Regions from separate parts of the Cyprinus carpio genome. Here region 1 is linked to region 2. Evidence: chromatin contacts called from public Hi-C data. All regions are on one chromosome and are shown on one strand. The core of a region is the stretch at or near the end of the contact, and the rest is flanking DNA. Distances in the headings are between cores, read along the strand shown. Region 1 holds the start of lyst (lysosomal-trafficking regulator). Region 2 overlaps lyst (lysosomal-trafficking regulator).

Region 1 (2,700 bases), core at 68-2,567, 42 kb after region 2:
CTCTCTAGAAACCCAGAGCACTAGTAAACCAACAGAACTAGAGCTAGTAAACCAGAACTAGTAGATCTGTTTGTCTAGAAACCCTGAACACCCTAAACTAAGGCTACAGGTGTAGACACTATAGTTAGTCTATAGATGAAGATCTAGTAAATCAGAACTAGTTAATCTGTTTTTCCAGTAGCCCAGAACATCCTAGTAAACCTACACATTTAAATATAGTTATTCTTAAACTGTAACGTTAAATCTGTTTGTGTAGTAACGGAGAACGCTCAAGTGAATATACAGATCAAGAACTAGTCAAATCAGAACCAACTTAGTTAATCTGTTCGTCTAGTAACTAAACCAGAACACATTTGCGAACACACAGGTTTCAAACTTAATGTTTATTCCCGACTTCCAAGCAAATCTTTGACAAGCCCCCACATACAAAGTTTGCTCATCGTCTAAGTTAGTGACTAATTAAGGCTCACCTGCAGATCTGCGCCCTGCGCGCGGCTGTCCATGTAGTTGTCCCAGGCCTGGGACAGATCAGCCAGGTGTGAGCTGGCCATGTCCAGCTGACCAGCACCGGCTCCGGTTCATCCACAACAGTGACCGAAGCTCTAAAATCCAGCGGTGAAATCCGAGCTGCGTGAGCGGGAACAGCACGTCATTTCATTAGGTGTCCATTCGCGAGACGTGAAGTCCGTTAAATCCGTTACTGCCTACAGAGATGAAACAGAACTTTTGAATTCACGGCTGGCGCGAATCGGGCTCTGCACTGGATCTGTTCGCATTCAAGTCAGTTTATTCCAGTCTGGCTGACAGTTGCTGTCAGGTTACAGTTGCAGGCACACAAATGAAGCATTGATATTAGTGCGATACAAGTTGGGGCTTATATTACCCTCGGCGTCAACATCAGCGTGAATGAACCAGTAAAAATTCATTAACTACAAAAAAATGGTTCGTATCTGCAGAGAGAGATTGATTTTTGTTTGTGTGTGTTGTTTTGTTGATTTTTTGAAGAAGAAGAATATTCTGCAGCAGAGCTTATTATGACACTCACTGATTTAGTTTTGTCAAATATGAGGTAGAACGAATGCCAACCAGGCATGTTTAATCATCAAATCAATATTATACATTTGAACGCAAGGTCTGAGGTCTAAAAACAATGACAATTTACGTACCTCGTCTCCGGTCTTCCTTCTAACATATACACAAGCGATTTAGAAGAAAAAATGACATGCAAAACAGTGCAGGAAATAACGCCCACAAAACAGAATCCTAAGCGGCTATTGGTTGAGTGGACTGTCGATCATATCAGTGGCCTGTGAGGACGCTCCCTTTCGCCAAGCGTTCGGATGACGTCAATCGTGTCCCCCTTGTTAGGGCGGGGCTTCGGCGCTTGCGTTTTCGTTCCCGCTGTGGGCGGGGCTGACGTGATGACGCCACCGCGCAGAGGCTGCGGGGAGCTCCAGTCACGCACGATTTTAAGCCTGACCGCTGATCTCTGATCAGATTTGAGCCACTGTTCCATGACGTCACAGTTCTTTTGTACAGAGATTCATTCATTATTTAAGCGCTAGATTCAGTCCTCCTTTTCTTGTATTAAACGTCAAATATAACACAAATATTAATATACACAAGCAACACATTGAATACTGTATAACTAGTATCAGTATAAACAGTATTTACTGCACACCTCTATTTATAATATTTTTTGCACATTCAAGTCATAATAATATTTTGTTCTGTAATATTTCTTGTCCAGCTGTTGTATTTATCATTATATATATTTTTTCATTACCTAAATTTTTTTTATTTTAACTTTTATTTGAAATTTCCTCATACTATAAAACACACATTTCCTATCTATAACGTAAATGTATAATTTCATGAAATCTATTTTTTCAAGGTACCCATATTTATCGTTTCTGTTCATTTAATTTAAATGTATTACATTTCCAGTTACCTACTAAAATCCACAGAAATCTGCAGGATTTTTCAATGGCCAGAATACTTGATAACACAACTGGTAAATGTTACAAATGACAATACGGACATACAAACATTCATAACATAAATTAAAGAATGGTATGATTTATTTAGTGAAATAAATACAGTAAGAAAGAATAACTAGACAATTTAATAGTTTGTGCAGGGAGTTTTCTCCTGATTTCTAGGCAGCTGCTGCCCTCTGGTGGTTACTATTTTCTGTGAACAAGGACTTTTTTAAAATTATTACAAAATAAGTATTATAAAAACATAAGAATGACCAGGCTAAATAAACAAAATATGATTTTATTGAAAAGATGTGTGTGTAAACATTGATTTATGTCAGGCTATTTCACAATTGTATCATTTCTTTATCTTTTAAAAGAGATACTCTCAAGTATCAGGGTAACACTGTTAGTTTTGCTGAAAATTGTTTGAAAATTCACGAAACAATTCACAATGACCTCGTTAGCATTAGCTGCTCTTTAAAGCACCATGATCATATTTAAGGCACAGATGCATAATACTGAGTTGGCTTTATTGCATCTTTCAGACGAGACATGGTGTAACGGAAGCTTTCAGATCCAACTGCCATGTTCTTCATCGCCGGAGGTCTGCTCACGTCTCTTTGAATCTTCAGTTCCATCCTTCTCGCTCCACACAGCCCAGTCCCACAGCGTTATCCGGACACCTGCACGAGCGCCCAGCTGGTGTCGCCAGACAAAA
Region 2 (2,856 bases), core at 69-2,568:
ATTTATCTTAGTTGACATGGCAACATTTCTTATTTTTATTTAAAGTTTTTGATCTAACATTTATTTATATTGTTTTTTTATTTGCACTTCATTTCAATTAACAAATATGTTTCCAGTAGTTATAATAGTTGCCATATCAGCTTCACAGACAATTACATGGCAGATATAGATTCAACATTTACCAAATAATAAAATAAATACATACATTTTCTAAAATTATATATATATATATATATATATAAATATATATATATATATACCAATTTGTGTGTACAACTCTATAAAATATTGATTAAATTATCATTTTACAAAACGTTTTTAAAATAAGTTTGTCCCGATCAAAACTGTTGTCTCATCACATAAACCATTGAGCAGACCAAAAACATGTTTTACAGACAAGTTAGCGCAACGTTATTGACATTAAGCTATATCGCCCTAAATAATGTAAAATATGTGACTTTACAAAATCCTCAATGACATAGACTAGTAAATAACAGTAATATAGTGTGTTGTGTGGGGAAAGATGTGATGTGAAGTATAGTATAATAAGCAAAGAAAAAAAAAAAAAAAAGTTGAGTTTAGTATGGGAGTGTATTGGAGCATTTGAGTGTTTTAGAGTTTTTGTGAGGTTGGGATGGGGTGGTTTGTGACCTATTAGTAGAAACAGAAGGGCTATTCTGTTTAGAGAAGTGTGTTGTGTGGAGGGAATGTGGAGAATTTGTGGCTCATGCACAGAAACCTCCAGCAGCAGGAAGATCCCACGTTACCAGCAACATCACTTCCATACATAACTATCATTTATTTTAAATATTATTTATAAATATGTATTTACACTGGTTTTAGTGCTTCAACTTAAACTTCAGTTAGTTGCCAAGGCAACATTTTTAATTTTCCATTAAGTTTATGTTTTTCATCTAACATTTATTTTCAGCTGTCTTTCATTTAATGAATATGTTTTTAAAAGTTTTAGATTAAAGTAAAAAAAATCAGATTGTTCTGATGAAAAACAAAAACACTGTAGGGAAGGTCTTATGGGAACTGGTTTCATACCATTAAAGAGCAGCAGCGTGCCCATATCCCAGTGTGCACTTGGGCTGGCCTGCTCCTCTGAGGGGTGCTGATAGTGTCCAAGCATGCAGTAGGTCTTATTACTGTCCGATGACAAACTGGACTTCCTGGGCAGAGTGAAGTCTAGCGAGACGTCACACTTCCTGTATGTGGCACAGGAAGGCTTGATTAAAACATGATTCTGACTGCATGAGGAACTGATGTCTGCAGCCCTGGTTGAACTGCCCCTTTAAAACATCCACCAACCAACTGCAGATGCAGACTCACCGAATGCCGCCCACCCAGAGGGTCAGCTGACCGTGGATGTTCTTCTTGCCCTCGGGCTGCTGTGAGTACGTGAGAGCCAAGTGCTGCCACCTGCCTGCTGTCAGCACACCATCTCCAGACTCCGCCTGGGCCAGCAGACCCGCCTTCATCTCGTCGTTTGGATCGATGCAGATCCTGAACTCACAAATCAAGAGCCACTTTACTAATATAGCACTGACAACATTTACTTTTTGTCGCTTGTGCAAGGAAATGACCCCAACTTTGCACAAATAATCTTTCTATCTGCAAGCCAGTATTTTTCTTTACTGTTTTGAATTAGATTTTAGTTACAATTTCAGTTTTCATTATAATTTTAACTACATTTTTAGTAATTTTATTATTATTTTTAAATATTACTATTCAAGTCTAAAGTGGTGTTTTATACAACAATGGAGTGACTTTGCAGTGGAACATATACTGGCCTCATGAAACACCACTGTCATCCACTTTAGAGGAGTCTTTTTGAGGGGAAAATGTACTCGGTGCAACTTTACAGTTTTTGCACTCACCTGAAGGTAAAGGCTCCGGTGGAGATGTTCACCCACACCTGAAGCATCAGTGCCTTAGAGCCCATGGAGAGGACATGGAGCAGGCATCTGTCTGTCTGCTGCTCCGTGACGTGAGCGGGACCTTGCAGGGCCTCCTCTGCCAGAGACGACGCCTCTTCTGCAACACACAGCCAAACTAACTCATCAAACCTATTAGATATAGTGTGATGATGTTCATGGGTTTTTTGTTGTTGTTGTTGCTATGGTTAACTAAAACTTTATTTTCAGTAATAGAATAAAAGACAAAATTAATTCAAATAAAATACATTTTATATGAAAAACTTAAAATCAAAAATTAAAAATGTTGCCTTGGCAACTAACAAAGAAATATGTTTAAGCACTAAAATTACTAAAACTTAAATAAAATAAAGAAAAAATAAAATAAAATAATACAAAATAATAATAATAATAATAATATAATACAAATAATATTTAAAAAAAAATCACAACAGAGGAGTACACAACATTATGTAAAATTAAATTAAAAGAATAAGAAATATTGTCTGTAAATGAATTAATGATTAAATAATACAAACATCATATGAAAAACTAAACTTTAAAAAAACAAAAATTTTGCCTTAGTAACTAGCTGGAATAAATAATTTAAAGTTGAAGTACTAAAATGACGTAAACCTAAATAGAAATAATTGAAAGAAAAATATAAATAAATAATGACAATGACAGAAGCACATAACAACATTACTAAACTCAAACTAAAACTATTACAGATTATTGTCCATAATTGAAATAAAGCTGAAATTAAATAAACACACACACACAAAAAAAACAAACAAAAAAAAAATTGTAAACTAACCAAACTTGGCAACTAACCAAAACAAATCAAATCAAAAGCTCAAGTATTAAAATTACTATAACTGAAATAAAAAAGAAAAATAAACAGAACAGAAAAAAAAAGATAAAAAAAAACCAACAT

Evidence for each region. Hi-C and Micro-C count contacts between places; a contact is called where the count stands out from the background.
Region 1: a Hi-C map of red blood cells shows a contact between it and region 2, with 3 times the contacts expected there. The contact joins the promoter of lyst here to the enhancer-like site in region 2. A contact is called at or near these places in 5 of 8 Hi-C or Micro-C datasets (liver, red blood cells and skeletal muscle).

Annotation. Positions count from the first base shown.
Region 1 is chrB13:29,580,395-29,583,094 of ASM1834038v1, forward strand. It overlaps lyst (lysosomal-trafficking regulator), which reads right to left and starts at 1,318. Exons shown (of 54, transcript XM_042737589.1): 1 at 1,167-1,318; 2 at 471-704. The coding sequence starts at 551. nid1a (nidogen-1) reads right to left here. Exons shown (of 20, transcript XM_042737590.1): 20 at 2,265-2,700. The coding sequence ends at 2,611.
Region 2 is chrB13:29,538,608-29,541,463 of ASM1834038v1, forward strand. It overlaps lyst (lysosomal-trafficking regulator), which reads right to left. Exons shown (of 54, transcript XM_042737589.1): 14 at 1,884-2,040; 15 at 1,336-1,509; 16 at 1,051-1,211. Among protein-coding and RNA genes, the nearest start is that of LOC109112147, 41 kb to the left of the region's middle. Within about 2 kb of position 1,319, at least 1 of the 8 cell types and tissues checked has an H3K27ac peak or open chromatin away from gene starts, as enhancers often do.